2 separate regions of the Oryctolagus cuniculus genome follow, and region 1 is linked to region 2. The links are chromatin contacts, called in public Micro-C maps. All regions are on one chromosome and are shown on one strand. The core of a region is the stretch at or near the end of the contact, and the rest is flanking DNA. Distances in the headings are between cores, read along the strand shown. Region 1 holds the start of NFIL3 (nuclear factor, interleukin 3 regulated). Region 2 overlaps AUH (AU RNA binding methylglutaconyl-CoA hydratase).

Evidence for each region. A called contact is a pair of places that touch in the nucleus more often than the background predicts.
Region 1: a contact with region 2 is called in a Micro-C map of ear pinna, with 4 times the contacts expected there. The contact joins the promoter of NFIL3 here to the enhancer-like site in region 2. A contact is called at or near these places in 2 of 6 Hi-C or Micro-C datasets (ear pinna and skin fibroblasts).

Annotation. Positions count from the first base shown.
Region 1 is chr1:139,819,013-139,825,542 of mOryCun1.1, forward strand. NFIL3 (nuclear factor, interleukin 3 regulated) reads right to left here and starts at 1,425. Exons shown (of 2, transcript XM_051847329.2): 1 at 1,287-1,425.
Region 2 is chr1:139,683,580-139,689,943 of mOryCun1.1, forward strand. The region is part of intron 4 of AUH (AU RNA binding methylglutaconyl-CoA hydratase); the gene reads right to left. Among named protein-coding and RNA genes, the nearest start is that of AUH, 68 kb to the right of the region's middle. Within about 2 kb of position 1,567, at least 2 of the 8 cell types and tissues checked have an H3K27ac peak or open chromatin away from gene starts, as enhancers often do. A contact at or near this core is called in ear pinna, where this site is marked.

The DNA of each region.
Region 1 (6,530 bases), core at 175-2,674, 140 kb after region 2:
CGCGAGGCCGCAATTGTTCAAACGCGATGGCGCTAAATTTAGAAGAACGCACATTTCATTTAGGGCAAAAAAGACACGCATTCGGCCGCCTGCTGCGCAGACTCGGCGCTTATAGGGCTGTCGACTTTCCTGTTGAAAATATCCTTGAGGGAAAAAAAAAAAAAAAAAAGAACTGTTACAGTGACATTTTTCCAGGCTGAGATTGCCCTAGTTTCTTTGTAGCGAGATTATAAAATCGCGTAATTAGCTCCCTCTTTCTACGCTCGATGCCAGCAAATCCGGCAGTTACATAATGCAACATTTCCAGGAAACTATTATGTGCGCTGTCTTGTCGCGTCGGAAACAGCCGCGGCGACCCCGGGCGAACGGGGGCTACTAAGAGGCAGCGCATTTCTTTGGATCAGGGGGGTGGGTAGGGGGAGGCAGACGTCACAATGCATTCGCCCCAGATTTCAAAACAACGGCTCGGAATCTCTCGGGGGGGGGGGACCCCGAGCCCCGAATCCAAGCCCCAGCTGCCTCCGACGTTCCGCAGGGCCGTGGGGGACACCTCGCGTGGATGTAAACAGCGCCCCGGGGCTCAGCGCCGCGCGACCGCGACCACACCGCGGCACACGCACACGCGCGCAGCTCCCCACCACCCTGCCGGCGCTGCGCCGTGGGCAGATTACGCAACGCACGCGAGGACAAATCCCACAACCTTCCCGAGGGCTTGTAAAACACGCTGACGACACACGGGCTGGGAGACGTCTGGGCACACACAGCGCCTGACACAGGCATTCTCCGGATGCCGTCACCGCTCGCGCTCCCAGCGCGCGTCCCCAACACGCAGAGCCAGACTGCTCCCCGTTCCTCAGCCCTGTCCTCTCCGCCCCCGGCCCCGCGGAGGGGCCAGGCGCCGGAGACCAGGGCGCACCTTCCCGCTCGCAGGGCGGGGGGGGGGGGGGCGCAACCACCCCGGCGCCGCTTCCCCACCAAAACAGCAATTTTCCCGAAATCGGGAGACGTTATGCAACCGCGGCAGAGAGCGCACCCCAGGCAGGACTACGTGCCGGCGGCGCCAGCGCGCTGCAATCAAAGCAGCCACCTTCGGGCGGGAGTCCCATCCCGACCGAGGCAGCAAAAGTTTATGTAACGAGCGGCCCGCGCACGCTCGCCGCCGCCGGCGAGCCCCGCGCACCCTTCGGCCCGCACCCCCACGCCCCGCGCCAGCCCGGCCGCGCGCCCCGGGAGCGGGCGGGGAGCGGGCGCGGGGCCCCCCGGCCGGCGGTGGGCGGAGCGCTTACCGTGTTCCTGCTCCCGGGCCGGCGCACCGGGGCGGCGAGGAGAAAGAAAGGGGAGATCGGGAGCCGGGCTGGCGGCGCCGGGGCTCGCGGCTCCGGGCCGGGCCTCCGGGGCCGCGGCGGGCGGCGGGCGGCGGCGGAGAGGGCGCGGCGCGGGAGGCGGGCGGGCGCGCCGGGTCCGCGGGCGCCGTGGCCGCGCCGAGAGATGTGTGTTAGTAGGTCAGTTCCGAGCGCCGCGCTACGTCGCCGCCCGCCAGCCCCGCCGTGACGGGCGGCCGCAGCCCCAATCGCCGCGCCCGCACCCGCCCCCGGCCCGCCGCCAATGGCCGCGGCCGGCAGGGGCGGGCCGGGGGGGCGGGCTCTCCGCGGCCCCGCCCCCTCTGCACTCCGCCGCGGCGCCGCCACCAGTGCGCGTCCCTCCCCGGCCTCGGACACCGCCGCCGCCCGAGCCGGCGTCCGCCAGGACCCGCGCCCTGCGCCCTGCGCCCCGCTCCGGGTTGCGCAACGGCCGGCGCAGCCAGCGCGGCGCGGAGGAGCCTGGGGAGGAGGAGCCCGGGACCCCCGGGCCTGGCCTTGCCGTGGTGGCTCCGGGCTCCCCGCGACCCTCGTTGCTCGCAGATGCGCTTTTTGTCTCCCCCAGCGGCGGCGGCGGCGGCGCCGGCCGGGCTACCTGTTGCCGACCGAGCACCGGGCGAGGCGTGGCAGCGACCTCGGCCTTGCCTTCCCGCAACACTGCGGAGAGGAGCGACCCTTGCGCGGTGGAGCTGGCGGGAGGCCGGAAAGGCGGCGGGTGGCGGCCGGGAAGCTGCGGGCCCTCGGGGGTGCCGCGGCGGGGAAGGGGTTGGGGCGGCGGCGGGGCAGAGCTGCTCCGGGAGAAGCAGAGACTCAAATACCCCGCGCGTCCTGGAGACGGCCCCGGGCACGCAGGCTACGCTGCACGCGCCAACACCTCCCCTTGCACGATGAGGTCTGCTGTGAAGTTGTTGCGTCACGCAACTGGGGGACGAGGGTCGTGGGGGCCCCCCTCAGTCCCCGGGCCACGCGGAGAGGCGGCCGCGGCTTTCTCCGGGGGGAACTGGCCGCACTGGGACGCCCATTGGCGTTGGGCGCTGGAGCTTGAGCCGACCGCGCAGGGTCGCTTCTGGCGATCAGGGGCCGGTAGCCCTTTGGTGTCATTTCTGCCCCTAGTCGGATGCGGTCGCCTTCTCCCTCAAATTCTGGGGTTTCCCTGGGGAGACGTAAATAAATGCGGGGGAGCGCTCCCAGCCGCGAGTTGTGAAATCATTGCGTGTGAGGTTGGGGAGGTGCGCAGCAAGCACAGCCCCGTGCGCGTGTCGGGGTCTCGGGTGGAGGGGCGTGCCGGCCTGGGCCGAGGGAGCCATGTTCCTGGCTATGGCGCGCACGCTCGTCCAAACAGGGCATGTGGCGGGTGGGGCGGCCCGCCCCTGTCGCTCGGGCTGCGTGCAGGCTGGGCTGAGCGTCCCGCGGCTCCGTTTTCTTCCCCTGCGTTTGGAGACACAGAGGGGCGTGCAGACCGGCGGCCGAAAGCCCGGGCCGTCCGGCGCGCTAACACCGCACACCTCGTGGGCACCTGGCGTGACGTTTCCAATGCCTGTGGCCCCCGTCGCTTGGACGTTTGCCCTGTCGTCGCCGCACCGCGCTGCGGTTCCGAGCTCGGCGTCCCCAGCCGCAACCCGGGAGCTGGGGCTGTGCCATACATGATTTGACGTCTTCCCGACACAGCTCCTTGGGTGCTGTCAGGGACAGCCGCTCAGCGACACGGTGATCGCAGAGAGTGGGCTATCTTGATGAAAACCAACCCTGATGTGGGTTTAGAATTTCCACTTTTCTCGTGTTTACTGGTAGTTTCCTTTTTTTCCCTAAGCCAGGGCTATTTATAGCTCTGAAGAAAAAAAAAAAAAAACAAAACCTCTCGTAGATGCAATCAAGGGCCTGTCGACAAAACAGTTGCCTTTTCAAGGTCAGAAATGCAGCGGGTTCCTAAGAATGCACAGCTGCCCGGCCCCCACAGGTTCTCCACGTTCTGCCTTTTGGATGCTTTCCTGGGGCTCCAAAGCGGCTACTGTCTTGAGAGGGGGCAGTTTGATCTTCAAGATAGGCAGGTAGTGTGCCTGCAACCCCTCCAGGCAGTGGTGGTGGAAGAAGTCTCCGAACCTGGACACTTGGTCTTCATCCTGAATTCTGGTACCTGCTGCTCGCCCAGCTCCTTGGAGTATTTTGGATTGCCCCCGTTATCAAATGTGCGGTTCCTTTTCTGTTACCCGCTGACTTGAGATTCTGAGGAAGGGTCATGCAGAACTGTGTTACCAGCTTAGAAAATAACTCTTTAGCTCCCCCTGGTGATTGGGAGACCGCTGAACAAGATGAGGACGCATCTGTCCCCAGGACCACAGTGCTGTTGTGTCGGATCGATACTAAGAGTGTATCCTGGAAAACCCACGGGGCAGGCGACTGTTTGCAGATCAAACTGAGTAAATGGAGCATAAAACCTAAAGGCTTTGAAACAAGTGAACCAGGATGGGGAGGCTTCAAGGAAAGCAGCCATGTGAGTGTGTGGTCAGGTAGGGCTGCGACCAAGATCAGAGGTTCAGGAGGAGGGTGGGGGGAGGCGCGGAGGAGGAAGGTTCTCTATGAGGTGTGAGGTCAACGCGTTTCTATTCTCCGTGCCTGTCCCTCTCAGTGCTGGGGGTGGGGTGGAGGCAGCCAGAACACCCAGCACAAGAAAACCAACTGCATTCAGCTCTGTTTTATTACCCTGCCAACACACTTTCTGGTGAAGCAAACGTGACTAAGCCTGTGGCCAGAGCCCTATGATTGCAGAGGCCGTATATATCCAGAGGTTTGTACTCTGGGCCTTGCTAGGCAGTGGCAGCTGTAAACTGGGATACCTAATGCAAGCTCAGGAGTTTAGCTGCATAGGGACTGTAGCACAGAGAGCGATAATAGATGCCACCCCTCACGGCATTTGTCCAATGTGGCAAGGCTGGAATACAGTTCTAGGGGCCCTCACCTCCAGTTTTGCAAAAAAGGAAGTGAACATCTGAATTGTTCTATTGGTGAAAATCCTGATTTTCAGCGTTGGTGTGTAGTTCATTAAAACATGAGACTCAGGGCTAGCGTTTGGCCCGGCAGTTAAGTCTCTTCTGTGGATACCTGTTTCCCATGACGGTGCCCAGGTCTGAGTCCCGGGTCTGCTGAGGTTTGCAGCTTCCTGCTCAGGCGCACCCTGGGGGGCAATGGTGATGGCTGATGTAGCTGGGTCCCTGCCACCCATGTGGGAGACTTGAACTGAGTTCCCAGCTTTGGCCTGGCCCAAGCCTGGCACTCAAGGGCATTTGGGGAGTGAGTCAGGGCATGAGAGATTGCTGTTTGTTTGTCTACATTTCAAATAAGTAAAATCAGTAAGTAAAAGAAGACCGAGGGCCTACCCCATTGGACACTGAAGGAGGAGCTCAGCAGAGTCCGTGGAAAGGAAAGGGTGCAGAACTGAAAGGCCAGCTTCAGAACTGGCAGCCCAAACCGGGCAGCGTGCACCTCAACTCTTCTGGGTACTGAGATTCTGCATTTCTTCACAGAGAGGTCTGGGAATCCTTTGGGGACCGCCGGTCTCGGCGGGGCCCTCGGACCAGCATTCCAGCTCTGTGTGCTGGGACCGTTTTCTTTGCGCTAAGTGATGGTTATTGACCACTTTGCCTCCTTTTGTTAAGCTTCTAGAAGTTCCCGCAGTTTCTAAGTCCGTAGGTCGCAGTTTTGTTCTGCTTCATTCTGCTTCCACAGCGAGGCTTTGCGAGATGAGCTCGTGTGGCAGTGATGGCCTGGGACTCGTCTCCCACACACAGGTGTCTTGGCTTCGACCTCATGAGTCACTAATGTTCAGGCAGAAGCTTCCTGGAATGGCGATCGTCTCCTGCAGCCCTGGGCTTGCTCCTCTTTCGAGTGTTTCTGCCGCTTTGTCTCGCCTCTGCAGCCCTCATCACCTTTTGTTTGCATTCTGCTTTTCTTGGCCTTATTCTTTTGCATGTCTTTCTCCTGATTGACTTGGTTCACTTACTTTTCCCTTTGGCCTTTCTCCAGTCATTCAAATCCTCAATACTGTGTTGGACGATGCGTTTATCCTACCAGACTTCCAGGTTCCTCTTCTCTCCTGTCACTCACCTATCCCAGCCACTACCTGGAGGGTGTGACTTTAAACACTTCTGTTCTGTCTTCCAGCTTCTGGCCCCTGGTTCCATTAGCATGCTTGGCCTTATTCTCCAGGAAGCGAGATTTTTCGGGAGAAATCTGAGTAATAGAAGATGGTCAAAAAACAGTGCTTGTGGAAGCGATGGCTTCAATGCATAGGAAGCCGGAATGTTTCCTATTAAGCAGCTTTCGCTCAAGCTAAGAAAGAAATGAGATCTCCACACGAACTGCATGATTTCCCCAGACAAAAGCAGCTGATGGTGTGAATGTATTTCAAAGCTTTTCCAAAAGGCCCAGGGAAAGACCAGAAAGAGGTAGTTTTGCAAAGAAGGGAAAATGTTGCAAGTACACTATTACAAAAACTGAAACATGTCTTTAAATTCAGCCACTACAGATGGCACACATTTCAGTAAGCATTTTTTATTCATTCAGATTAAATGGGAATTGTGAGTAAGGGTGCCAAAAGAAAGAAGATGAACATAAAGGGTGGGTGTGAAGCAGGGCAGTGCACTAAAAATGGTGAGGACGTCGGGAGCCGCTAATTGTGTTCATTGCAAAACCTCCGCGATGGAGCAAGCGTTGTGGTAGCAGTTAACTAGCGACCGGGACACAGCTAGCAGCGCTAGGCGCATGTGAAATATAAAATTGTGAAATGTGTTCTAACAAAAACCATTTTACTAAGAATAAGAGATGACACATCCACATTGCAATGCAGCTCAAATCAGTGAGGTAAAGCTTATCTAAATATTTCTGCGAAGTCATGCACAGAGTAATTTTCTGGAAAGAGTCGTGACTGCAACTTACAGGCCTGGCTTCTAGTACATTCTGTCCACCAGACTTGCCTGGGGATCTTGTCATCTCTCTCTGAATGCCGCTTCTTTCATCTGAGGCCAGAGTTGAACCAGATGCTCAGCGGTCTCCCTTCTGCACCCATAGGGTGATTCTTGAGAGGGAACCATAGACGGGCTCTTGGTGCAGACAAAGAAACCAGTCAGGGGAGGAGCCACTCCCAGCAGGCACTGGCTCATTCATAACCTTCACCTT
Region 2 (6,364 bases), core at 317-2,816:
CATAGTTTTATACTTTTGGAATGGAAATTCTTTTTAAATTTGACAGTTTATAATATGAGAAATTAAGTTTCTCAAGACAGCAAAAGTCTTTAACACTGTAAGAAATACATTAACAGGACAAGCATTTGACGCAGGGGTGAACACACAGCTTCGGACACCCACATCCCATATCACAGTGCCTGGGCTTCCATCCCAGCTCTCTGCTCCATGCCTGCTTCCTGCGCATGCACACGCTGAGAGGCAGCAGGTGATGGCTCAAGTAGTTGGCTCCCTGCCACCCACACGGGAGACCCAGACTGAGCTCCAAGCTCTTAGCTTGGCCTGGCCCAGCCCTGGTTATTGCAAGCATTTGGGGAGATAGTAGATGGAAGATCCCTCTCTGTCTCCCTGTGACTTTCAAATAAACAAATAACAAATATATAATACAAAATGAAAATAAATTTGGAGTCCTCCTACAAAAATAATAGCTAAACTACTGAGTACTTTCAAACATTAATTAGCATAAATTGGGATTGTAGAAAGCTATCTATAAATTTTTCCTACTAAAGAATTAAGTAGCAAGCCGGCGCCGTGGCTCAATAGGCTAATCCTCCACCTTGCGGCGCCGGCACACCGGGTTCTAGTCCCGGTTGGGGCGCCGGATTCTGTCCCGGTTGCCCCTCTTCCAGGCCAGCCCTCTGCTGTGGCCAGGGAGTGCAGTGGAGGATGGCCCAGGTGCTTGGGCCCTGCACCCCATGGGAGACCAGGAAAAGCACCTGGCTCCTGGCTCCTGCCAGGATCAGCGCGGTGCGCCGGCTGCAGCGGCGGCCATTGGAGGGTGAACCAACGGCAAAGGAAGACCTTTCTCTCTCTCTCTCTCTCTCTCACTGTCCACTCTGCCTGTCAAAAAAAAAAAAAAAAAAAAAAGAATTAAGTAGCCTTCTTGTTCTTCACTACATAATTAAGTATAGTTTTACACTATACTTAAATAAGTATATATTATATTAAGTAATTAATATATAGTTTTACACCATTATAAATACTCAGAGAATACATACTCCTAGTTTTTCCCTAAAAGATATGTGTCTCAGTCTCTTTTTTTTATTTTCCAAGAAAATATGCATCATCTCAAAGTCTATACTACTTGTTTTTACATTTTGCACTCCTTCTATCTGGGAGCACTTTCAGAGAGCACCCCATAAGACACACCTTTACAAAGGCAGATCATCAGCTCCAAGGACATGAAGAAATACTAAAATGGCAGTTACATAAGAGCACAAATGAATGAGACGGGAAGTGAAAATCCAAGGAGCAGTGGCTACTCCCAACGGCAATAGGAAGAAATTATGACTCAATGTTATGCAACCAACGGGATCAGATGCTATTTTGAGTTTTGTACCAGGAAATGAGCCAGGTATGACAAAGAAGATAATAATCCTTTGAAATGCTCCTAAAAATATAATTAAAGCAAACAATTGAACAGTTTTTCTATTTTAAGAGGGAAAGACAGCAGCTCTGAAGAAGGCCTCTAGTGTACTTCACAGCCTTCCGGACACCACGGCCGGGGGCAACAAGCCAGAGACAGGACCCTGTGTGTGGGGAAATCACAGTACCTGCTGTCAGCTCTCCAGGGGATTACAGCACATAATGTAGGCTCTCTGTAAGCTTCTGGGAAAATAGGAACAAGTCAATGATCACGGGAGAATGCCAGTGTCCGTTATCTGACTTTTAAACTCAGTTTTACTAGAACAGTGTTCTATGCAAAAGAGAAATGAAACATTTCAATTAAAATGCCCCACAGAGAATGCTAGGAGTCTGAACACCAAGATTTTTCAAGATTAGAAGGAAAACCAAAGTCTGCCAAAAACTGCAATAAATCCCTACCTATCTCTAAATTCAGCTAATTTTACCTCCTGCTTAAAGTACTTCCTCCCACCCCTATCACTGAGTTCTAAAGGAATCATCGAAACAAAACAAAACAGAGCCCTGAACAAAGTCCGGCCTTTGCAAAAGGAGCCAGCCTGATGCCAACAGCACAGCAAAGGGAAGGCGAGGAGCCCGCAGACGGAGACGCAGCCTCAGGGAGAAGTCTCGGGCAGCACAGGCCTCAAACAGAGCAAGCATCCGCAAGCCAACTGCATTTCTACCACCAGGTTAAAAGCCAAGCAAAGTGCAGAAACTCTACAAGTTGTTGCGATGAACAACTACAAAGTGGACAGCAGTGGTCCTTCCTGAGGGTACCAGCAGATCAAGAACAAACACTGAAGGCTGGCACTCCCTCCCACAGGTGTTTTCACAATGCCCATAACAGTATTTTCAAGTTGTACTGATTCTCACCATAAAGAAAAAGTTACTTTTTACTAGAAAATAAAACAAAAAAAATGCTCTAGCGGTATGATAAAATAAGTAATCTCTTCTTTCACTGAAACCAAAGGGACATGAGTAAAAGTGCCCTTTGTTCTACTTCTGGACTGTTAGTGCTCTAGGGTAAGACTGAGCCACATGAACCCAAGGACACCCTGACTGCATGCTGTGTACCATACTCAATGATTAGCTCAACAAAGTCTCTTCAGTTCCATCTAAAGCTTATAAACCTACATTTGGAAAAATTCAGCAAAACAGATAGTGACTCCCCTAGTCAACCAGAAGAGAATGCTTACAATTTTTTCAAAAGCAACCCAGTGATTGAAAAGAATGTCTTCTTTAATATAACTGAGGGTCAATAACACAACTCCACATGAGCACACTCTGAGTGACACATTACTGACAATATCCAAGCCAACACATCAGAGACTAGTGTAGTCTGGGTTCATCAATGCTGAGCTGGTACACTGTGCTCATACTGCCACTTTCTGTTTCAATGAATTAGCAAAGTCCTAACTCCAGTCAGTCCCTGCTTCAAACACACACCAGGCACCATGCTGATGGCTTTCAGAGAAGCAGTAGAACATAGCTGTGGGGAGTTCAAATGTCAAACCCCAGGTCAGATCTCTGCTACAGTGACCACTGTGAAACCGAGAAAAGGAGCATAATGTTTCTAACGAGGATCCATACACCTAGCAAGGACTTATGGAATGCTTACACTGATGGCCACGTCAGAAAAACCTAACCGATACCATGGGAACCCCTATCAGCCTTACGAGACCAGAGTTACAATGACTACAAGGATTTCATCTTCTTACAGGACACTGAGGCAAGAGTTGTCTTGGTTGCCTGGCACCACTACAATCTGTGGTACAGGCAGTGTAGCAAGCCCCAGGGTCTGACTCTTGACCATGACTGCCCATCACTGATTTGCCATCCTAGACTGGAGGCCTGAGGAAGGCCTCAGGATGGTGATCCTCCTTCCATCCTTCCCCTGAGTACCTGTGAAAGGCATCGGAGCACAGGGAGAGGCTAGACTCTGAGGGAAGTGGATAGGAGGCTGGTTCTGTGCTCCACGAGCAACACCAGTTTGCTGGGTCTGACCAGGGAATCCTGGAAACCACATGGCACCAGCTGGCTGATTGCAAGGGAGCTCTGACTTGAGCTTTCTCTGGGCCCCCAAACCCATACTGTGGCAGTGCATGACTATGAAAGAAGGAAGGATCAACCCTGGGGCATCTACTGCCTGTCAAAATCCCACTCACATAAAGCCTGCCTGCGGGAAATGTGCAGGTGAGGGGCTGCTGGCGCAGGTCTCCACACACTCCCGCCAGCAACCTTATCAGAAAGGCTGCATTATCAGTGCAACTCAGTAATGATAACGAAGTTTCCTAAGAAACAGCGACTCAAGTTCACTACTGTGATACTGTAAAAGATGTATCTGATCTGCCTTCTTAATTCCAGAGATACAGATCCCAAAATCACTGGACTTACCTAAGTGACTGTTTTGCTAATGAGATGACTGCAGCCCCTAGGTAGCTTCAGGATGGCAGCTGGTCCCAAGTTTAGAAGGTTGGGGCTTTCAGCCCCATCCTCAACTTCCAAGGAGAAGAGCCAAGGCTGAAAGTTGATCATCAGAGGCTAATGGGTTAATGAGTCATGACTATGTAAAGAAGCCTCCATAAAAACCTGAGGGGTTCAGAGAGCTTGTGGGTAGGGGACCACATGGGGACTTCCAGGAAGTGAACAAGAATGCATCCATGCGCAGGGAGGGTGGTGCACTCCAGTTCCAGACAGACAGAGCTCCTGCACTGGGGACCCTCTGCACCATGACTTACGGGCCTCTGCATCTGACTGTTTACTTCTGTCCCCTAAAATACCCCTTATAATAAACCACGAAACAAGCTTTCCAGAGTCCTGTCCGTCACGCTAGCAAAGTAACTGAAAGAGGAGACGATGGGAACTCCAACTTAGAGAAGGTAAGTCAGAAGCACAGGCCAGTGATCAGCTCATGATCTGAATCTAAAGTGGGGAGAGCAGTCTTGGGGACGGAGCCCCTGAGATCCCTATGGGATCGGACACCACCTCCAAGTAGCCAGTGTCAGAACCGAATCAGACTTGGGGGTGCGGTGCTCACTGCAGAGCTGCCTGCCTGCTTGCTGGTGGTGAGAAGCACCCCAACGCTGGGGGGCCCTGAGGTGTCCTGCTCTCACACCACAATAATTGACGAAAAACAACAGGAAAGTATAAAAAAGCTAACAGGCACCGCCTGGGGAGCTGGGATTAGTCATTATCTTGAATGATACAAAAATAGTCACACAACGCTTTCACATTTTTGGAATAAACCCATACATGGAACAAGCCGGAAAAGTACCAAACATACTTAAGATGATTTTCAACTGTCAAATTACCAAAATCAAAGGCCACAGAAAATCGTAACGATAGACCTAACACCAAACATACCAGTACATGTAAAGAACTACATTCAACTAGGAAGAAAGAAACTCTACCTGGATCATGAAGTAAAAGCCAACCATAGGCAGAATGTTAGGGAAACAAAAAAGAAAAGAAGGTAAGTGTAAAAGATGCATATGGTATCTCAGTCAAACGCAAAAATAAAATCTTACAATCTTAACAAAGATGGGTATCTTTCTATCTAAAAATATATTCACATAAAAGTCCAGAAAAAGTCCAAATTTATATGTATGTATTTATGTGTATATGAAATTGAAATATTGGGAATAATTACTGCGTATAAGAGAAAAAAGGAGGGAGGGTCCTGAAGAGTTTTCAGTGCTTACAAAGGACATGCTCAGACGCTCCCTACGGAACACAGCAAACACAGAAAAGCCCCAAAAGAGTGAATCCCTTTTTTTAAGTCTTGTCAAATTCTAGAGTACTATTTTGGAGTCAGTAACAAAGCTTAGCTATTACACCCAGTGCTCCTGCTTACATGATATAATTTTCACAAAAACTGTCAGAACTCACAATGATATTAACATCCAGGGAAAGTTAACAAAGTCAATAAAATTCCAAAAAAGGAAAGGAGAGAAGCATAAATTGTAAACCATGAAGTTTAACTATGCACAGAATGATGACTCAATAGGAAAGAGATGTTAACAACACATAAGAGAAAATAATTGGCTCCTGCAGACTTGTTTTCATTTTCCATCACTCTTGGCAAGAGGATAAAGAAAACTAAAATTGAGATCTGTAAGTCACTGCATGGAAAACAAAGACAATTAACTAGCATGTTCTATCAATCAATGTTGCACACACCATAATTCAGCACTCCAATTTCTGCTCATTACATCAAATTAGGAAAATAAAAAAGTAAAATTCATGCTGGGTTGCATCTAAATCGACTACAATAATTATATATTTTAAAAAATCTCCTTGACCCTGAAACAAGCAAGTCATGTGAGCATAAATAAACATTTCAGATCAGTTTGGCACAATGACAAACAATTCTGCATACCTTGAAAATGTTCTTTATTAAGCAATTCTTAATAAAATATATCTAAAATAAAAGCCAAGTAATCATGTAAGCAATAGCAAAGGAAATTTAATAAGTGTACAATCTTTCAAATTGTATTTTAATAGTCACTGTGGTATTAAATTTAAGTATTTTCAGAATAAGCTATGCTTCATTTCACATAAAGCAAAACACAGCTGAAATATCTAAAAGAGCTAAGATTTTAATAAAATCATGATAAAGCATTAAAGTACAAGGAATCACTCTTGTCTATAATTTTCTGTAAATAAGAATCAGACACTGCTAAATCAAAAGAAATGCTTAAAAGGGGTATGAATTTATGCCAGTTCTTCTGTATTCATTACCCAAGAATCTCTAAATCATAATATGGAGTAGAAGAAAGAGATTTAAGTAGATTTATACCTTTATAAGCACATTTCTCAGTTTAGCCCCTTATGTAATTAAAATGAAGATAATGATTAAACATGTCCAGTGAAAAATGCAACATTTTAAATTTCAGTAAAAACTTACTCATGTCTTATTCAT